Regions from separate parts of the Mus musculus genome. Here region 1 is linked to region 2. A link is a contact called in public promoter capture Hi-C data. All regions are on one chromosome and are shown on one strand. The core of a region is the stretch at or near the end of the contact, and the rest is flanking DNA. Distances in the headings are between cores, read along the strand shown.

Region 1 (4,445 bases), core at 540-3,039, 58 kb before region 2:
AGGGCCTGCAGTCAATGTCTGTCTGCTTCCTTGGTTTCCTATAAAACAACTCCCTCCGCCCTGGAAGAGAAATTCGCTGCAGAGGCCAGCTGAGAAAGAAAAATGCTAAATAATTCAGAAGCACTAACATCAAGTCTGATGTCGGTATAAAAATAGTTACAAAACACCATACTCTTCGTGTTTTTATTACAACAGCCTCAGCTCCTTGGTAGAAACAGGAGGAGTGAGGGGCTGGGCTGGGCTGGAGCTTGGCCTGGGGTGGGGGCTGGGACTCTGGAGCTGCCTAGGCTTCATTTGACCTTTCTAATGACTAATTTTTGTGCAATCACAGGGCAGGCATTTGCTTGTCACAGCTATATTTTAAAACTGCCTCCTGATAGGCTGGCTTATTTTTAAATCCAACGTCTGCTCAGCTGGGCTGCTGGAAACACGGGAAAAGCTTTCTCTACATCTGGTCTTCTGCTAAACCCTCCAAAAATTCCAGCCCTAACCCCAAAGTGCAAATTCAAAGGAGAAGACTGGGAAGGCCGCTCTAAACCCAGTCCCTCAAGGAGTCTCATGTCCTTGGTCTATGTCATTCACAAGGCTAGTGCTGTCCCTCAAACCACAAATTCTAGAAATGAAAAGGCAGTTCCAACCAGTTAGACTAAGTCCTCAGGACTCCACCAGGTCCTCTGTATCACCCACTAGAACCTTCCAACCACCCCGACAGCCGATATAAGACTCCTTGTTTTTATAGGTAGGGAAGCTGAGGTTTGGGAAATGAAAAGACTTACCCCACAAAGTTCCATCTCGTAGGTGGCGCCTGAGCTGAGACAGACTCCTACTCCACATTCTCTTCCCAACACTCTCCTTGAGAGGTGAGTGTATGGTTTGAAAGGGTCTCCATGAAATATTCAGCCACCATCTTAGCCTCTGTCTGTTTCATCCAGACCCAATCTGAAAGCTTACTTGGGGCATTTTCTCTAGCAGAGGAGTGACACAGAAAGAAATCTCCAATTTATGCTTAACAAGATGGTAGAAACAGCCTCTTCTCTGGGCCTGCATAGGCACACGGGGCAAGGCCATGTGCATATGGAGCAGAAGGTCCTGGGGGCATTAAATGGAGGCCAGAATCAAATGTACCTCTTCTGGAAGCCAGGGGGCTACCAGGCCTACTTCATAGGAGGGAAGAAATGGTGCTGAACAAGTGAGAAGAGTATGCTTGTGGGGGTGAGGGGTGGGGGTGAGGAGAGGGAGGGAGGGGGGAGGGAGGGGGGAGGGAGGGAGGGAGGGAGAGAGAGAGAGAGAGAGAGAGAGAGAGAGAGAGAGAGAGAGCACGTATAACCCTGACCACAGCAGTTCACGTCTTTACGGAAGGCATACTATCTCATCCTTCCAGTCTGACCACAAGCACTTCTTTCTTCTAGAAGCCTCCCCTGCCTCTGCCAGGCACCGTGGGAATGAGAGCTCTTTCCCAAGTGCATCTGCCCTGAGCCAGGCTCTATGCTAGAAGCTCAATTGGCATTCTCTCAGTTAGTCCTTGAGCTGGTCTCCTTACCACATAGTGAAGAGGAAAACACCAAATAGAAGAGCTCTAGTTACTGGCCAAGATCATGCAAGACAGCACAGTGGTTCTCAACCTGGGAGAATCTTGTATTCTCCTCCTAGATGACATTTAACAATGCCTTAGGAAAATGTTGCCTGTTACAAGTGGTGGAGAAGGCACCAGCATCTAGTGATCCAGAGACACCATCAATTATCTTACGATGCATTAAGACAGACTAGTGCAAGCAAGAATTACCCAGCCAAGGGTGCCAAAGTTAAGAAAACTTCAGGCAGAGAGGGCTGAGCCAGCACTTAAACAGAGGTCAGCCTGACTCAAACTTGGGTATTTTGAAATACTTCCTTGCATCCTAAGAACCCCAAATTCTGAGCAGACACGCCTACTCCTTTTGCCTCACAGCACATATAGTCCAAGGCAGAGCTCACTCAGCAAGCTCTTATTGCTTAAGTAGTCATATTGTAGGATGGTGCCCAGGTTCCCTGCTGAGGGACCCCACCAAAAGAAGCCCACCCTCCTCTCTCCCTGGATCTTGGAAAAGAACATTGAACATAATTTTCTAACCTCTACAAGAAGTTTGTCATCAGGAGTCTGGCCCTCCTTGCTCTCCTCCAGGGACGTGAAACTCATTCCTGCCACTGTCGTTTGATACTTAGTGAACAAGGCCCTAGCAACTGAACTGAAGGCAGATATCCATCCAGCCTAGCTTCCCTTGGCATCTGAAGCTCCAGAGGAAAAACTGAGGATGATCCCATGAGAAGTTATCCCTAAAGTCCTGACTATGTGCTGCTGAGATCTGGAGTAGTGGAAGTAGTGAAGAGAAAGCCAGGCAGGCCTGTAATCAAACTTGGCTCCATTCAGCAGACAATGGAGCATAATAAGTGCTGCTGGCAGAGCTGCCACACTGGGTGCAGTGCTGTGGCTCAGCACACACAAGGCCTAACTATCTTCATTAGCAGAGTCTGCAGCAGAGGACCTGCCTTTCAGTCCCTGACTCTGATATGAGCCTTGTGACACCTGCTGGCTTGTCTCTGGAGTCCGTTTCTGAACAAATGAACTTCATTTCGTAATGATTAGAGAGATGGAAAACTGAGATGGGGTGAGAACAATAGATCAAGGAATGACAACTGTGAGAGTTACCATGGCAATGCTTTAAATTTGAAGAATTCCAAGGATGTTCTGGAAATTAGAGGCAGGCCTGAATATGCACGTGTGTATGCACACATGTACACACACGCCTATTTTGATGCTATGGGGCTATCACCCAAACTCAAGTCTGTTATGAACTTTCCCATACTACACACACACACACACACACACACACACACACACACACACACACACACGTATTTGGAATCTTAAAAAAGTGTTTTAAAGGGGCCTTCCAAGAGCACAAATTAATTTTGAAAATAAGTTTTGCTTCAGCAATGAAGGTAGGAGCCTACTCAAAGCTTTGCCTGAAAGTTTAGTGACCTCTGGAGATGAGAGGAACCTTGCTTCTGCCATTGGGCAAGTTCCCTGCCCCCTCCATTTCGGGGGGGGGGGGGTGAGGGGCATTTTGCTTTAGGGCCAAGTAGATTTATTTATGGACCTAGTTCTCTGGCTAAGTATGGGTCAGGACTTTGGGGGCAAGATGTCTGACCTCTCTGAACTACCTTTGGAAATAAGGAACAGGAAGACTTCACTGTGGGAAGCAGGGTTGCTGCTATAGACATTGTGCTGTCCCTGCTGAGCCTACAGGATCTTCTATTAAATTGATGGCCATTGAGGTGGCTCAGCAGGAAAAGGCACTGGCTGCTAAGTCTCATGACCTGAGTTTGATCATTGAGACCTACGTGATATATAGAGAGACCTGGCTCACAAAGACTGTCCTCTGTGTGGAGGAACACACACACCTACCCACTATATATATATAAATATATATACACACATAATAAATAAATGAAAATACAATTTTAAAAAGACCTAACTGGGTTTGTTGTGAGGATTAATCTAGATTAATCTCTACCTCCATGGAGACTTAATAGTATCCACAAGAGAATGAGCTGAACAGAACGAGGAACAGCCAGATCAGATACAAAAACCATTGGCCAGATTGACCAACAACCCTGACCCTTCAGCTTCCCTCCCTATTACCCGAGCTTGAAATTAAACAAAGTAAAGTCTGCTTTCTACTCGAGTCTTGAAGGATGCTGGCTTCTAGTTTACAGCAGCCTCCAATCAGAGAAGCCCGAAGCCTTCCCTACTCTCACTGTGAGGCTGCCTACTCCCCTGCCTGCCTTTGAGGCCCTGACAAAGGCAACTGATGGTGGCTGACTCCGTTGTTATAACAAACTCTGAATAAACAGTCTCTGCCTGTGCCTATATGGGAAGTCTTTATTCATTTTCAGCCAATAAGGGTAAGAAATAAGTAAATTACATAGCATGCTCTGCCCTTGACCCACCCCCTTCTTTCAGATTATTCTTATAGCAGCTAGGGTGATCTTGTTAAGAATACTAGAGCATAACATTTAACATGGTGGAAAGAAGAAAACATACAGAAGGGTTAGGGAGTCATGGAACAGTAGAGCAGGCATGGATGCAGGGTTCTTATTGCAACAGGATTGTCAGACTAAGGCTTGGCAAGAAGACGCTATTAGAGCAGAGACGGGGAAGTGGGCAGTTACCCATGGGGATATAAAGGGGAAAGCATCCCAGGCAGAGGGACAGCCTTGAAGCAAGAATGGGCCTGATGAGCCGGGTGTGGTGGCACACGCCTTTAATCCCAGCACTCGGGAGGCAGAGGCAGGCAGATTTCTGAGTTCGAGGCCAGCCTGGTCTACAAAGTGAGTTCCAGGACAGCCAGGGCTATACAGAGAAACCCTGTCTCGAAAAAACAAACAAACAAACAAACAAAAAACAA
Region 2 (4,373 bases), core at 1,290-3,789:
TTGCTAAACATACCTTTTTTCTTCACCTTCCTGTGTAGCAACAGCAACTATTGTATGTCTGCTGTGAGAAATACCAAGATCAACTTATATGACATGCATTACTGCATTTAATTACCTGCACAATTTTATCAAAGGGGGAAATAAAAACAACCAACCAAGCAAGCAAGTAAAAACCTAGTTTGAAATTGAAACCAAGGCACAATAAAAGGGGAGTGCACTGCCTAACCTACAGCAAGTAAGAGACATAAAGAACATTTGAAGGGATGGAGAGAGGACTCTGAGAACAACGTATTAATGCTTGGCTCTCCCCTTCCACCACGTAGGTCCAGGAGATTAAGCTTGCTGCTAAGTTTGATAACCTGACATTTCATCTCCTGGACCTACATGGTGGAAGGGGAGAGCCAAATACTGATAAGTTATTCTCAGACCTCCACGGGAGTGCCATGGCTCAGCACTCTCACCCCACTAAATGCATATGTGTAAGAGAAAATAAAACTTTACAGTTCATCTAGTCAGCTGTTTATCTTCACTGATCAGTGTAGCCTCTGTACTGTAACATCACATGTGTGCAGTGGCACATGGGGCAGTGCAAATAATAACATTAATTTAAAAAAAGAAAAGAAGTTTCTTTGGCTGAGCATGGTGAAATATACCTGTTATCCTTGTCCTCAAGAAGCTGAGTCAGGAGGATCACAACAGACTCAAGTGGGTCCTAATGGTATAAAGGGAATAAGGCTAGCTTGAAACAAACTAAGAGCCTTCTAATTGCACACAGAGTATCCACACAAAGGCACGCAAGCCCAGGGAGGTGGCATATGGGTTAGAAATGAAGGTGTGAGTCTCAATTAAATATCTTGAAAATATTTATATTTTTATCTAGTGTGGTTTCTAACTACAAGACTTGTAGTCACAGGTAGAACTCTTGTTGGTAGCTTGTGAGGTTTCAAACTCTGACCTTCTGAGAGCTCTCTGTCCAGTTTCTTTGGCATCATCCCCAGTCAGTCAAAGATTCTCAGTCATAAAGCAACGTCAAGTACCTACGAAGAGGGCAAAAGACCTGTCTATTCCTACACCCTCACTTTATTCCTGTGTCAAACTGGGTAATACTAGTGTCCCATAATACACTTCTACCCATGGGAGGTGGCTCCTGAAACCTGGAAGTTATGCAGACTCCAGTTTCACTCAAGTTTTGGATAACTTTAGTCTCCTTTCCTGCTACATGCTTCCCCCGGGGTCACCCCCATCTGTAACAGAAGCTTGATATTACAGAGATCCATAAATTAAAGTGGAGCAAAAGAACTCAGAAGAGACTGGAGCATCAAGACTCCCATGTGCAGCTAAGTGCAGCTGCTGAGATGCAGTGCTGGCCACTCAGCCCAGCCTTCACCACCCTGTCCCTTTCTGTCACTAGACACACACCAGGAAGATGGAGGGCGGTAGGAAACAGAGGTTTGACCTTTCCATCCAGTCCCATGGCTGCACTTTGGGACCTTGCCATCCCCTTGGAGTTTGCTAGAATTGGCGAGAGAACAGTCCTTGACTCAAACAACTGAGAAATATACTTAACACCACATTGATTTTCCATATAATTTTATAAGCACAAACATTCTCTTTCATTTCCTGACAAACAGCTATATTCCCCAAAGTGTCCAATAAAAATCAGTAATTTGCACATCACTGTCTTTCTCAGAGGCTGCTGTTTAGAGTTAGTCATCAAGGCCAAGGTTCTGCCTCTTCCACCCCCTCCCCAAACAAAGCAAAACCTTTTGATGCTTGGTGGCCGGCTTTATAGACTTCCTGATGCCTGGGAAGAGTGCTTACTCTGCACACAGTGAAGGAAGTCGCCACACATCCACACAGCTCTGCCCCCCAACTCTGCCACTGCAGGGCCTGCTCAGGATCCCCTACCTGCTCCCCACAGCTATGAGGGAGAGTAACGCCTTCCTGCATGTGTCAAAGTAGAGTGATTAATTCAATGACTGACAAACGCCCGAGGCTAAATGGGCACCCAGTCCTAGGTGGCAGCGATTACTCAAAAGTTGCATCATAGAACAAGCAATGACAAGATTGAAGACTGGAAGCAAGCAGTTTTTCATTCCAGGAATCTACATGCCGTGCCCGTGCCCTCTCACCCAGGGACTGAAACACATAGGGTCTTCCTCCTTCCACTTTGTGGTTTCTAACTTCAACCATATCCTTTTCCCCAGCCAGCCCCTCCCCATCCAAGACGCAGCCAGGTTGCTGCAGGGGGCGGGAACAGCAGAGAAACAGAAAAGTATAGATTCTTACCCAGAAGTCAGGTCTTCTCAGGTCCTGGGGATGCACAGTTCTCAGGAGACAGGGCACCGGGGTTGCCAAGGGAACCTGAAATACTAGTTTGCCACAATCCTGCAGGAATTACGTCCCAGGGGTGAGTAGGGACGCGTCAGTCATTCAAAACTGCTGAAGTTCAGAGTCTGAGGAAGAGAAAAGGAAGCACAGAGAAAGAATGTCTCTTAGTGGCCCGGTGTCAAGTGGAGGAGTCCAGATTCGGGGCTCTTCCCATCCCCACCCGATGCTGGTTGTCAGGGAGCGTGTGTGCTTGCTTCATGTTTTGTGCTGGTGTTTTCGTTTCTTTTTCCCTGAGCCCTGGCACTGGGGAGCGTGGAATGGCTCAACCTGTTGTAATCAAACATGTGGGTTGCTGCTTGTTGCAAAGATATTGCAGCAGCCTCTTCATTACAAGAGGCTGTTCTTGGATGGAAAGAATTAATTTCCTTGCCTGTGGGTGCCTGCTTGGGCTCCAGGACGTGGATGGAGCAGAGTGCTGAGACTGGGAACTGAGACACTGGGCACAGCGTTCCTGGTCATATGCCCCTGGTTTCCACTGTCTTGACTGTAGGAGACTCCTGCCAGATGCATCCTTTGTGTGCAGGTGGGACTCAACCCCAGATTTGAAACTACAACTTTAAAGCTGATTCCTGGAAACTCATTGGTCCGAGTACCTCAGGCTTTCTCATCACAGGGCACTGTGGGTGGGACTGTCCTTGGAAAATAGGGAAGGCATCCATGCCCCCAATCTGTTGGCTCCTTCCCTCATTCATTCATTCATTCATTCATTCCTTCATTCCTGCATGTGTGAATTTATCAGTCTGTTCTGTACTCACCATTCATCCTTGCACTAATTGCTTTATTTATTAATTTATTTATTAATTTATGTTCCCTTACATATTCATCCTCCCATTTGGTATTCACATACATTTTTATTCACTCACTGACTGACACGTTCAATTGTATTATTATTTGTCAAGATTCATTTATTCACCTATTTGTCATTTCATGTAATCTATAGACTTGCCAAACATGCACACATTCATTTTTTTCATGTATGAAGCATTTACTTTTATTTCCCATATTCACCCATGCATCAATCCATCCATCCAAACATCCCATAAATCATTTTAAATTCACTGATTCATAGATTTGTTGTCTGAGATGTAAATGTTCATCTATTTATGCACAAGTTCCTGCAATTCTTCATCTTCTGAAGATACATCCTAAGTCCTATGATATGCTGAGAAAAAAGAATGACAGCATACCAGTTGGTAGTCCTGAAAACATATTAGGGATATATATGCAATAACAATGAATGAAAAGGAGGCCATGAATTTGAGCCAGAGCAGGGACAGTTATATGAGGGGGAGGGGGTGTGGAAGGAGGAAATGGAAAAGGGAATTATAATTGCAATTAAAATATGATTTCAAAAATCAACGATAGCAAAAGAGTGAACCCCTGAACAGAGAGTGGATGACAGTAGACACAGCTACAAGGAACTAGACTTCAACACAAGGAGGAAGATGAGGGATTCCAGGATCAAAGAGGATGTGAGAAAAATTTGTATGGAGATCTGAGGGACTTCCCCTGTCTCCCAGGGAAAGAGTGTTGAACTTGGGTTTAATCTTATAGAGCATCAGCCTTGAATCTAGTGTAGTTCAGCCAGTGTGGCTTTTCACTAGTTAACCACCCTCTCTGAATCTGTCTCATCTGTAGAATGGGCATGAATTGGCCTGAGGCTGTGGCTCAGGTGGTAGTGTGTTTATCTAGCACACACAAAGCTCTGACTCACAGAAATGGGTAGTGGTAGCTCATGCCCATAAGATCTGTAGAACTCTGAAGTTGGAGGTTGTCCTTGGGTATGGGTTTGAGTCCTGCCAGGGGAATATGAGACCTTGTCTCAATTGAAAAGATATAAAATAAAATAAAATAAAATAAAATAGGAGGAAATCTGCCCACTCTTTCCTCTGAGTGGCTGGGGAGACTAAATGGGGTCACTGATGTCAAAAGTCTGGCAAGACTAAAAGCAGTGCTCTGTAAATGTTTGTCTTCTCCCTCCT

The links. Promoter capture Hi-C pulls out the DNA fragments that hold promoters and counts their contacts.
Region 1: a promoter capture Hi-C map of 3T3-L1-derived adipocytes shows a contact between it and region 2, with 2.6 times the contacts expected there. The contact joins the enhancer-like site here to the promoter of Tenm4 in region 2. A contact is called at or near these places in 1 of 39 promoter capture datasets (3T3-L1-derived adipocytes), 6 of 484 Hi-C or Micro-C datasets (the N1E-115 cell line, brown adipocytes, embryonic stem cells and 1 more), 4 of 115 datasets of contacts at active chromatin or transcription factors (embryonic fibroblasts and embryonic stem cells) and 3 of 9 other capture datasets (adipose tissue, liver and pancreatic islet).

Annotation. Positions count from the first base shown.
Region 1 is chr7:96,226,100-96,230,544 of GRCm38.p6, reverse strand. The region is part of intron 1 of Tenm4 (teneurin transmembrane protein 4); the gene reads right to left. Among named protein-coding and RNA genes, the nearest start is that of Mir708, 21 kb to the left of the region's middle. Within about 2 kb of position 1,789, at least 26 of the 459 cell types and tissues checked have an H3K27ac peak or open chromatin away from gene starts, as enhancers often do. A contact at or near this core is called in 3T3-L1-derived adipocytes, adipose tissue and brown adipocytes, where this site is marked.
Region 2 is chr7:96,169,410-96,173,782 of GRCm38.p6, reverse strand. It overlaps Tenm4 (teneurin transmembrane protein 4), which reads right to left and starts at 2,539. Exons shown (of 33, transcript NM_001310762.1): 1 at 2,290-2,539.